2 separate regions of the Mus musculus genome follow, and region 2 is linked to region 1. The links are chromatin contacts, called in public HiCAR-type maps. All regions are on one chromosome and are shown on one strand. The core of a region is the stretch at or near the end of the contact, and the rest is flanking DNA. Distances in the headings are between cores, read along the strand shown. Region 1 holds the start of Gk (glycerol kinase). Region 2 holds the start of Il1rapl1 (interleukin 1 receptor accessory protein-like 1).

The links. HiCAR-type assays count read pairs that join an accessible place to other places.
Region 2: a HiCAR-type map of astrocytes shows a contact between it and region 1, with 4 times the contacts expected there. The contact joins the promoter of Il1rapl1 here to the promoter of Gk in region 1. A contact is called at or near these places in 1 of 39 promoter capture datasets (hippocampal neurons) and 1 of 115 datasets of contacts at active chromatin or transcription factors (astrocytes).

What each region holds. Positions count from the first base shown.
Region 1 is chrX:85,775,558-85,780,960 of GRCm38.p6, forward strand. It overlaps Gk (glycerol kinase), which reads right to left and starts at 1,262. Exons shown (of 21, transcript NM_001294140.1): 1 at 869-1,262. The coding sequence starts at 946. It also overlaps the pseudogene Gm14766 and a transcript of 5430427O19Rik not described here.
Region 2 is chrX:88,112,229-88,117,642 of GRCm38.p6, forward strand. It overlaps Il1rapl1 (interleukin 1 receptor accessory protein-like 1), which reads right to left and starts at 3,720. Exons shown (of 11, transcript NM_001160403.2): 1 at 2,771-3,720.

The sequences.
Region 1 (5,403 bases), core at 12-2,511:
CTGGCTGAGGCAGGAGGATCAGGAGTTCAGGCTTCTCTGGAGTAAATAGGCAGATCCCCGTCTCAAAAAAAAAAAAAAAAAAAAAACGAAAAGAAGAAGAGCTAAACTTCACTGCAAAACGAAGCAGCCAAGAGACATTTAAACAGCACCTCGTTATGGTAATTCTCATCGTGCATACTAACTAGAATTGCCCTGTCACATTAAACAGTAGAGTGGAGTGGACAATATCTGATGATAATGGTCAAAGTGTCAGAACTGAACTGATTAAGCTCTTGAAATGAAATAAAGATTACTGAGAATTGCAATCCGTTTCCAATATGTTCCACCACCCCCTCAGTAGTCTAGCCTCTGCAGCTTCTGTGGCAGAGGATGACAAAGCATCAGCATGCTAATACTTTATTCGTTCTACCGCTTGAACGGACGCTATGTTGGGTGACCACAGCCGTGACACAGCTTTCCCTCCATCCAAGGACATCCTGTGCCCAGCAGGCCAAACACTCATAGGGAAGATCGCAGCAGTGTCAATGTGACCACCTGTCCTTTACTGCATCGGGGTTGCTCTGCTTGGATGCTCCAAGAGTACTCACTCTCTTTGGGGAATCTCCCTATTGGTATGCGACCTGGCTCCACCACCAAGGCTGAGAATGCTCAACTCTGCTGCGGGGGTATCCTAGGAGGCCAAGATCCACCCCCAGAACAGGACAATCCCAGCATGGTAGGTCCCCCTTTTGGCCTCCTTTCCTCGCCCCAGCAGCTAGGGCCCAGGAGAACAAGAGGCGCGCGGACTGAGGACGCAACACCCCGCCTTTTCGTCCTCCGGCTAGTGTCCCAGTTCAGTGGGCTGAGAAGATGTCACCCCAGGGCTCACCAAAAAACGTGTCGAGCTGGTACCCTGGTCCACTGCTCCCACCAATGGCCCCAGAACTGCTTTCTTCGCGGCTGCCATGGAAGTCAGTCAGCTTCAGAGCAGAGAGCTTAACACGGCTGGTCTCCGGGGTGACTGTGGAGGGCTGCGGAGGGCGGAGCAGGGACAGCGGAGGGCAAAGCAGCGCGCTTCTGCTGAAGGCTCGCGCGGCTCCTAGGCAGCCCCTTTACTCCCGCCCGGCCGCGTCGCCCCGCCCCTCCAGCTCAGGCCCCGCCCCGACCTGCATTCTCCTAGGCCTTGGGAGGCGTGGCAAATGGGGGGGCGCTGTCTTCCGGGCGGGCCAATGAGCGACTACAGAAAGAGACCCAGGAGCAGGCCAGTCTGAGGGTTGTGAGACGTCACGGGGGCGGGGTCAACGCACGGCGGGGGCTCTGGTCCGCGCGGTGGGTCACGTGGTCGGGGACGGGCGGAGCGTCTGCCTTTAGCCAAACTCGGGCTTAGTGGAGGGCGGGGCCTCACAGAACACTCCCTGTACCCGGCCCTGAGGCTTGCACCGAACCCCGAGACTTAAGCCTGCTGGAGCAACCCGAAGTGCAGAGCTGCCTCTTCCCTCTCTGGTAGGCTGTGCAGAGTGCGACCTGAGTCGCCTGGTGGACGATCCAGTCCTTTCGTCCCCGCTCTTCCCACGCCCCGCCTGCTGAGCCGCTGTTAATAACAATAAGCTCTTCTACTGGCATCAATTCGGGGTGCGACCAGCTGACGAAGGGATCTAAGCGAACCCCTCACATTTGTAGGCCAGGGAGAAAGAATGCGGAAGTTATTTCGGCTTATCATGTAAGGAAAACGTGTCAAACCATTGTCTCCAAGAACCTCAGGTTGACCAACCATGAAGGAAATACCCGGCACCTCCCAGTCCTGAAGCGCCCTTGCTTTTTTCGCTTGGCTTCACTGAGTATGCCCTCCCCTATGCGCCATTTCCGCTCGCTTTATTAACCACTGTGGACTAGGTTGGGAGCGAATTGGGATTCTCATTTGACCTTGAATTTACCTTGCCTAGATCCTTTGGAGGCGTGCGTTCTAAAAGGCTTTCAAACTTTGGACTGGACCCGCAGTGAGAAATAGTTTTCAAAACAGCCTGGGGCTGGTGTTTGTGGGCTGCTCATTGCACTTGCAAATTTTTTGTGTAATAATTATATGCTGTATACACGTGTACATTTTTAAATATTTTCTAAAAGCATTTTTTATCTATGCCATGCATTCTATGTATTTCATTCTATGGGATACCATTTTTTATAACACCTTGATTGGATAAAAAAATTAACTGAGCTAGGTGATTTAATGCAAGTCTATAACCCACTATGGAGAAGGATCAAAAAGGAGTTCAAGGCCATCCTTGGCTACCTTACCACCTTGGCTACCTTACCACCACCAAAAAACGAAAGAAAGAAAGAAAGAAAGAAAGAAAGAAAGAAAGAAAGAAAGAAAGAAAGAAAGAAAAGAGAGAAAGAGAGAAAGAAAGGAAGGAAGGAAGGAAGAAAGAAAGAAAGAAAGAAAGAAAGAAAGAAAGAAAGAAATCAAGCAAGCTCAGATATTGGTTTTGTAAGCTACCATGCTTTCTATCATCTTTAGAATTGATACTATTCCCAATGTCTTTCCATCCATTTCCCAAATCTCATACTATTTTGTAGCACCCCACAGTTGTCATGAATTCCCTTTGCTCTATAGCACCTCACTCATACATATTTATTTATATACTTTGTGTATGTTTATGTAGTTTTCCCATGCTTGCTATGAAAGCACAATTTCCTGTCCTGGTGTTCCTGATGAGGACTGCTTAGAGAAATGCTCCACTTGCTGACAATTGACAAGCTTTCAAATAAGTCAGTATTTTTTTTTTAATTTCCTGGAATAGACTAAGAAGCAGCCAGACAGGATAGACAAATATTAAGACACTAGGCCAACTTCTCTGTCAAATTTGTGATAGGCATTAATTGAGTAGATTATATGGAAAAGGATTCTCATAGTTCTAGAAGTCAGTAAGAACAGAGCCACAGACCTTACTATGTTGAAGCATTAAAAAAAAAAAATCCTAACCACATCTGAACTTTAGCACAGTTGCGGCTCAGATTCCAACGGGACAGCAGATTATTTGTTTAACAGCACAGTAGGGATCAGAATTCCGTTGTTCCCAATGAAATGAAAGTAGAGGATCATGAAAGAGCCTTAAATTCATTTTTACTGTGCTTCTTATAACATTGTGTATCTTAGAGCTTCACTGCTGTCACCAGAACAAATGTGAAGAGCCACAATATTATTTTAATGTTCCCAAGCCACTCCTACCTCAAATGTCCTCTAAAACAAACAAACAACAACAGCAACCCAGAAAGATGTCCTAAATGGAGAAGTCTAGCTCAGCCTATCTTAATTCCCTACCCTAAATATTCACCCTAAACTCTCACAGATTTATTGTCTCCCTTTTATCTGGTCAGACTTGCATGCCTGAGATTCTAGGTAGAGGCAGAATGCTCAGGAATTCAAGGTCATCCTCAGCTATATAGGGAAGTGATACCAGACTGGGCTATATAAGACTTTGTCTTAAAAGGAAAGCAGCGGAAAGAATTATTCTGTTTTTCTTTCCCCTTTCCCATCCCTTCAAGCCACAGCTTCGGTCCAAAAATTCTGTATAAATGTAAAACTGAATAATAGGTACTATGTTTTTATATTGTCCAAAGTTGTTAAAAGAAACACTAGGACAACTGAGTCCCAGAGAGAACAAATAATCTACATATTTGAGACCAGCCACCCTCCAATGTCACATCCAAGACTAGAATTTCATTCTGGCATGAAATCTAGTGTCCTTCATAACAGCCTAAAGGAATGGAAGCTGAAGGGAATTAGAAAGGAAAATGGAGAAGAAAAAATGAGGAAAATGGAAAAGCTGATAGAGATAGTATGTCATCCTTGATCAATCATCCTTGATCATCCCCGACCACTAATACATATCACAGGCAGAGCAGCAGAAGAAACCCTTAGTGTCTTGGCCCTGACATTCAACACTTAATCTTCATGACCTCAAGTAACCCACGGTTTCTTTTTGCTCACTTGCAAAATAGGGAAAATGTCATTTATAGTGACGTGAATGAGTTACTAATGTAATGTCTCTGGAAGCACGGTATGAGCAGTACAGCTATGCAGGAAAGGCAAAATTCATGTATTTATATTGTCAAATTGGCTTGTCCCAAGGAAATCCAGGTGTGAAGGCTAGGAGGGAAGTGCTTCGTGCAAATAGTTTAAGGAGTCTGAGTCATCTGAAGGACACATACACTGGCATCATTTCCCTTTCCTTCCTCTCTCTCTCTCCCTTCCTTTTTCTTTCACCAGGTCTTAGGTAACCCAGCCCAACAGCTCCTCCATCTCTATTTTGCCAAGGGGGTTTAAGATAGATCCTTCTACTCCATTTCCTAGTGTTGGGATTACAGGTGTATGCCACCACCTCGGGCCCTTCCTGTTATGATTTCTGACGGGTAGAGCAGGAAGCCAGTGTCAATCCTGGCTAGAGAGTCTTCTGTTGGTTCTGTTATTCCTTCTCTAATTTTTCCTGTTGTTAATTTACTTATGCAGATGTGGCATAAACAGAAAACCTGTTTTTCCCTAGAGAATACTCTGGTAACCCTCCTTGTTCTTCTCATGTTTGCCTAATAACTAGCAGTTATTCGTTGGATATAGTGTCTTACACCTATAAGTCCAGCTGTAAGGAGACTGAGACAGGAGGATTGCCAAGAGTTAGAGGCCAGCATGGCTACAGCGGAGACCTTGTTTAAAAGGAAAAAAAAGTTCAACCTAATCTATTTGGAAAGTTAACATTTTCTTAATACCTCCTGTGTTTTATTAATGTATATGGGTTGAGAAGAATAATAAAAACATAAGGTGGAAAGTCAGTGTTAGAAATGTTTATTTATTGAAAAGCACAGGCAAATATCACTTTATGGATTTTGGGTGAATTGAGCAGATCTATCAAAAGTTTGTAGAAGGTGGCACCAGATAGAGAAACAGATAAGGAATTTAAACATACTCGATTTTTAGCCTCTTTGCAACTTAGAGAATCTATTCTTATGCATGCTAGTAATCTAAATGTGAACGTAGCCATGTGTTGCATTCCTCAATTACAGCTATTTGGAAAGCTAAAGGAAAAACAGCCATAAGATTAATACCTGCCTAGGTTAAAGAATGAGTTCAAGGCCAGCCTGGGCAATTCAGTGAGACCCTGTTTCAAAATAAAATGTAAAAAGAGTGGAGGGAAAAGTTGCAGGGCATTTGAACCTGTTTCTAATTAAGGTGTGGCTCAGCCCTTAGTATATACCTTTAATTCCTCTGGCTAGAATACAGACATACTCTTAGTTCTCACCTTTAATCCCAAATAATGAAGGTAAAGTTAGTTTGCAGAAAGAAGCACCCATATTTGAAAGTGATGTCTACCTGAGTGGCAGAAAAAGTAACAAATCAGAGAAAGATTTGGTAGAATAGGATATGCCCAACTC
Region 2 (5,414 bases), core at 2,470-4,969, 2.3 Mb after region 1:
TCTTTTCAAACAGACTTCTTTCCCATTTATATTTATTTCCTTCCTCTATTAGAATTAGAAAACCTCCAGAGGATGCCCTGTTGGGTAACATATGTGTGGTGTAAGCCAGAAAACAGAGGAAGTCGTTTATACAATGTGAAAATTGAGGATATGGGGGGAAAATTCATTGCAGGCTGAATTTCTGCACATAGTTGGAGACTAACAGCCTGGAAGCAGCCGTAGTGTTACCCTGACCCCTGAAGGAAGGAATCAGGAGTTAACTTCACATTCAATTTCCTACACAATATGAACACCAAACCTCCAAATTCACTGGCACAATACATCAATGTTTGGGCATGTCCTGAAGAAATAAGAAAGTCACCTCAAATATCAGACCTCAAAATTTCATTCCACAATCCCACCATCTGATTCTAGGTGAGCAAATGTTTTCAAAGTTAACTTAGGGAGTCTCCAAATCCTGTCCCCAACTCCATAGGACTTTTCCTAAATAAAATGCAAGAATCAAACAAAAACAGGAAAAAATCATCTCAGCACTCTGACAGAAAGTCCTTTATCCATCACTGCAATATAAATAAAGAGGAAAATTGGAACTAGATAAGACTCAAGTGGCCAGGATTAGAATGTCAGCAGCTTGTGTGTGTGTGTGTGTGTGTGTGTGTGTGTGTGTGTGTGTTTTCGTTTGATCTATTGGGGTGGGGGAGTAAATGCTGAAATAGTGAAAGGCCTAAGAAGCTGATGTTCATCTGCTTCCCCCACAAAAAAGCACAGTTCCAAATAAAGCATGAAGGAAAATGACATTTTATTCTGCAGTGTTCCCTCCTCTGTACAGTGAACACAGTGCATTTATCTCATCTCATGGTGAAAGTCTCCAGTGACTGTAACATGTCTTTTAAGGTATTCATTAAGTAAAACTTGAAAATAGATTGCTCTTGATTTCTAGGATTTGTGCTAAGAATGCATTCGAAATCATTGTGAGTTGTTGTTTTATAATTTAACAAGATATTGTTACCTTTAAAGATTTTTTACTTTTCTTTTTCCCTGAGGGTTAAAATGGCCCAGAAAGAGGTTGTCATGGCAAAGATAAAGGTAGGAAGCACTCATTTCTGACACACTGTGGAAGCAATCATCATTTTTTTATGAGGGAACCTCCAGACTGAAATCTGCATCAAGCTCTACCAGGGGAAAAAATGCAAGAAGGGACACTAAATGGTCCTTCCCTTCAGTCTTTCTCAGTCATTTCGGTGGATTTAACTTTCCACTCAGTTGAGGTCACATATCTCAACCATAGGGAAAAGATCTATGACCTTGGCTGGAAGCATCAGCCCCAAAGACTCAATGGGGCACTTGTGAAACATTGCAGACACATTTTGACTCTCCACGGGTGTGGCTAAAATTGCTCCTGTCCAGCCCTAAAGCTTACATGATCTGCTAGCCCTGTGAAACTCACTGTGAGAAAACTCATGTTAAATTCACCGCAGAGATCAAGGTTTACAGGACCCTCGGAGCTAATCTCTTTCTGCCCTCCTCCTCTGTTAACTGTTACAAGGCTTCAAAAGTTAGCAGGGTGATGGAGGCTCTCTCTATACAATCATTCCATCTCACTATCGTTGACTGAAGCTCACTGATGTAATGAAGTTACATAATCACCGATTATGCACGACTTCCATCCATCTTCCTACATATCCACATATCTTCTCCCCTCCCCTTCAGATCAATCTACCAGGTGAGATTTATAACACATGCAAATGCTCCATTCTCTCATCATAGGTACTGAATATGGGACTTAAGCATTGCAGTACAGTGCACCGAACCACGTCATCAATATCGATTTTTTATCCCATTTCCCCGGCAGAATATGCTTAAGAATTTTGAGTGCTGTAGTTTCTAACTTTTTAGCTAAAGGGTAAAATAACAGATAGAACACATCTTCAACTTAAGGTTAAGAGAGGTGTGTAATTGACTGCATTTCCCAAGCTAGCTGCATTGCAATAAAAGGATCATCTCCACTTCCAGACCTTTGACTTCCCTGCACGTGGGTCCTAGCTTCAGCTATTTGGGGTATTGGGTAATAATTATATTATTGGACAATCAAACTTAGGAAAGAATGCACGATGGTGATATTTAAGATAATATTGCTCTATTATTCTCTATTTTACTCATCAATTTCAGTCCCTTCTTTTTTCACTCTGAATGATAATCTACCAGAATAGATAGAAAAGTAGACCACGACACTTAATAATCCCCAATAACCACAACCTGAAGAACAATTAACAATGATTATCACCTTAAAGTTTAGGAACTTGACAAGTGGGATATCCCTGGTCCCATTGCGGCTGGGAAATGCAGCAGAATGCTGCACTGAGTTGAAAACATTTCTTTTAAAGAATAAAGAGTAGCTCATTTCATTTGAAAAGGGCTCTTCAGTAAGTGCTCCTTTTACCGCTGCTGTCCCTCCAGAACACAGGAACCACAAATATTGCATCCAAACAAAGAGTGTCTATCCAGAATTAAATCCAAGACTCTCTTCCACACAAAAATAATTGGGGAGCGAGTGCTTCTTTGATTTATTTCCAGTTATACTCGGAATGCACACACACACACACACACACACACACACACACACACAACTGCAGTTATTCCATTCTGTGCCAATAACGGCCACATCACAGCCATCAATGCGATGCAGCAATCATCCAAGTCACCCATTCTCATTACAGACGCCCAAGTTTGCTCATGCCACTGATGGGTCTACATATAAAAATGACCTTACCCACAACTGTCTTCCAAATTATTCTCCTCTGGATATCAGCCGGTAAGGTAATTGCTGGTCATCACAATGCGTATTCAGAAAAATCCACGTTTTACTCCTGTGTTCTTTTTCTTGTTTTTGCTAGCAATTAATATTGTGAACAAGGTACCCATTCACAAATGCCAAGTTCACCATAAAAGCAGATAATTCCATACAGATCTTCCCTACAAGACTGTCGCCAGTTAGTTCTCAAAGTGCCCGATTGTTTAGTGACGATACAATCCAGGTGCAGAGCAGGAAAGGGGAAAAAAAAGGACTAGGAAGAAAAAAAAAAGAAGAGGCAGAATAAAAAGAGAGAGAGAGAGGGAGAGACTGAAGAAGGAGAGATCAGAAAAAGAGGGAGAAATTTTTTAAATGTGTTTTGTTTTGTTTTGGTTATTTTTTAAAGAAGGAAGGAAATCGGACGATAAGTGAATAAGTCTGTGAGCTCTACGACAAGAATCGGAGTCTTGCTTGCAAATCTTCTGGATACATGTAGCCTTTCAAATCTTCCTGGTCCCCAAGTAAAATTTCCAGATCCGGGATGCAGCCATAAGAAAGAATCCTATGTGTATTTCACAAGTATCCCGCAATAACAGATCCGACGGGGTTTTCCTTGTACAGTACTGCTATGTGAAAGCACACAACCCCTGCTGTTTGGGAAGGTGTCTCCTGGGTCCTAGCTCTCTTCAGCAGACCCCAAAAATGATTTTTCAAAAGAGAGTGGGTGGGGGGAAGCAGCTTTGCGTTTATCTTGAATGATGCTAATCCTGAGCGAAAACGACAAGCAAGCCACGAACAGCACGAGATCTTGATTAATAGCCAGAATCCACTCAAAATATCCCAAGGAAGAAGGAGCGAAAACAAGAAAGAGAAACTGCAATGCATAAATGATTCCAGTGTTTCTACAAGATCGGTTCATTTGATTGAATGCATTCTCTGGTTTGCAGCAAGTCATAAAGAGGATAGTATTACTGCCACCCAATGGATATTTTAGTACTAGCCAATCCACAGACAGCCACCGCTTTGCGAGTTTTAGTTTTCAGAAGACCCGAAGAGGAAGGACGGTAGCCTGGGAATCTTTCAGCAAGGACCCTGGAAGGAATAATGGGAATTCGTCCTTCCAGGCAAAAGTGGCCCAGCCAATTGGACATTTACCCAGGCTTGCATTAGCCACGTAGAATTGTGATTGCATTTTTCTAGGCAGCTGAAAGGTATACAGGAGCGATGCCTGATCTGACACACTCATAATAACCTCCTTTCGTCTTTTCTTTTTGAAGATTTATTATAGCTCTAGCGATCTCTCTCTCTCTCTCTCTCTCTCTCTCTTTCTCTCTCTCTCTCAATTAAAAAAGGGGGGTGGTGATGGCATAAAAACTGAGCTCAGAGTCTCAGGTGGCAAGGTGCTAATCTTTCCTGAAGGACAGTTTTTGCAAAGTGCTTCTCTCTGTATTGGTATGTAAACTGGAAATCCTTCCAGCAGTTACCTCCCAGCATGAGCTCCCTCCGTTTGGGGAAGAGCAAAATCTTCCCAGAGAGAAAGGAGTTTGGGAAAAGAATGCTTGTGGTGGGTTTCCCTTGAGGAGAGGGGGTGGGGACGGGAGTAGGGGGAGTGGGAAGAGAAACTGACAGGACAGGACTGAAAGAGGATTCTCTTCCTCAGCAGTAAAGATTTCTGTACATCTTGAGAGTTCGCTGCAGTTTTTTGAAACGGATTTGTGTTGAGGGATGAGGGACAAAAGTAGAGAGATACTTGTAGATAGATGAGGAGTTACTTACTTTAATGTGCCTTGCCTTTTTACCTTGAGATGTTACGAAACTCTTAATTCTGCTATTCCAATACTTTAATGCATGCACTTTCATTCTGGAGATGCAGTGTGAGGCCTGAGAGCCTGAGTCTCTAATAAGCTGGTCCGTGCACTATAATAATGCTGTCAGACTGCATACTGCACTTAAAGTAGCAAGCCCCTGGAGAAGTGCGCATATTTACACTGCAGCCACAGCCTTAGGTACTGACAATGGAGTAAAGTGGAAAAGAGAATTGATAAATGCCTTTCTGTCACCCTTCCTCCTTCTCCCCAAACTTCAGCTTTTTCCACCCCCTGCAATGACAAGTCTGAAAATCTTAACTTGCTCAACAAGGTTTTCCTCAAGCTTTTTAACTGGTAGACTTCACAGGATACACCAAAGGTAGAAAAGTGAGCAGGCAAGACAACCCTATACCTTGAAAACTAGGTCTTCATGTAATTTACAGAATAAAGCACAAATTGGAGGGAGATTAAATACTTGAAAAATTAGATGAAATGGGTAATTAATTGAAAGCTAGACTGAGTCAGAGCATAAGTGAGATGACCAAGAGTTGGGAAACAGAACGGGGAGGAAAATCTATATTTTGATGGAATGTCCATTAAACAACTGAAATTACAAGGCAAGGCAAGGGAAGATGTGCTAAACTGCTAGGGCATTTTCAAGACTTACCCAGTATTTCGGAAGGGCTTTAACCCAGGTTAACCTCTCTTGTGCAGGCAGCTCTCTTCCTCCCCACATGCTGCAATGGAAAAAAATCTAAAGGCAAAATCTGAAGAGAGAATGTTACCATTTCCTTCTAGTGAATGATCCATTTTAC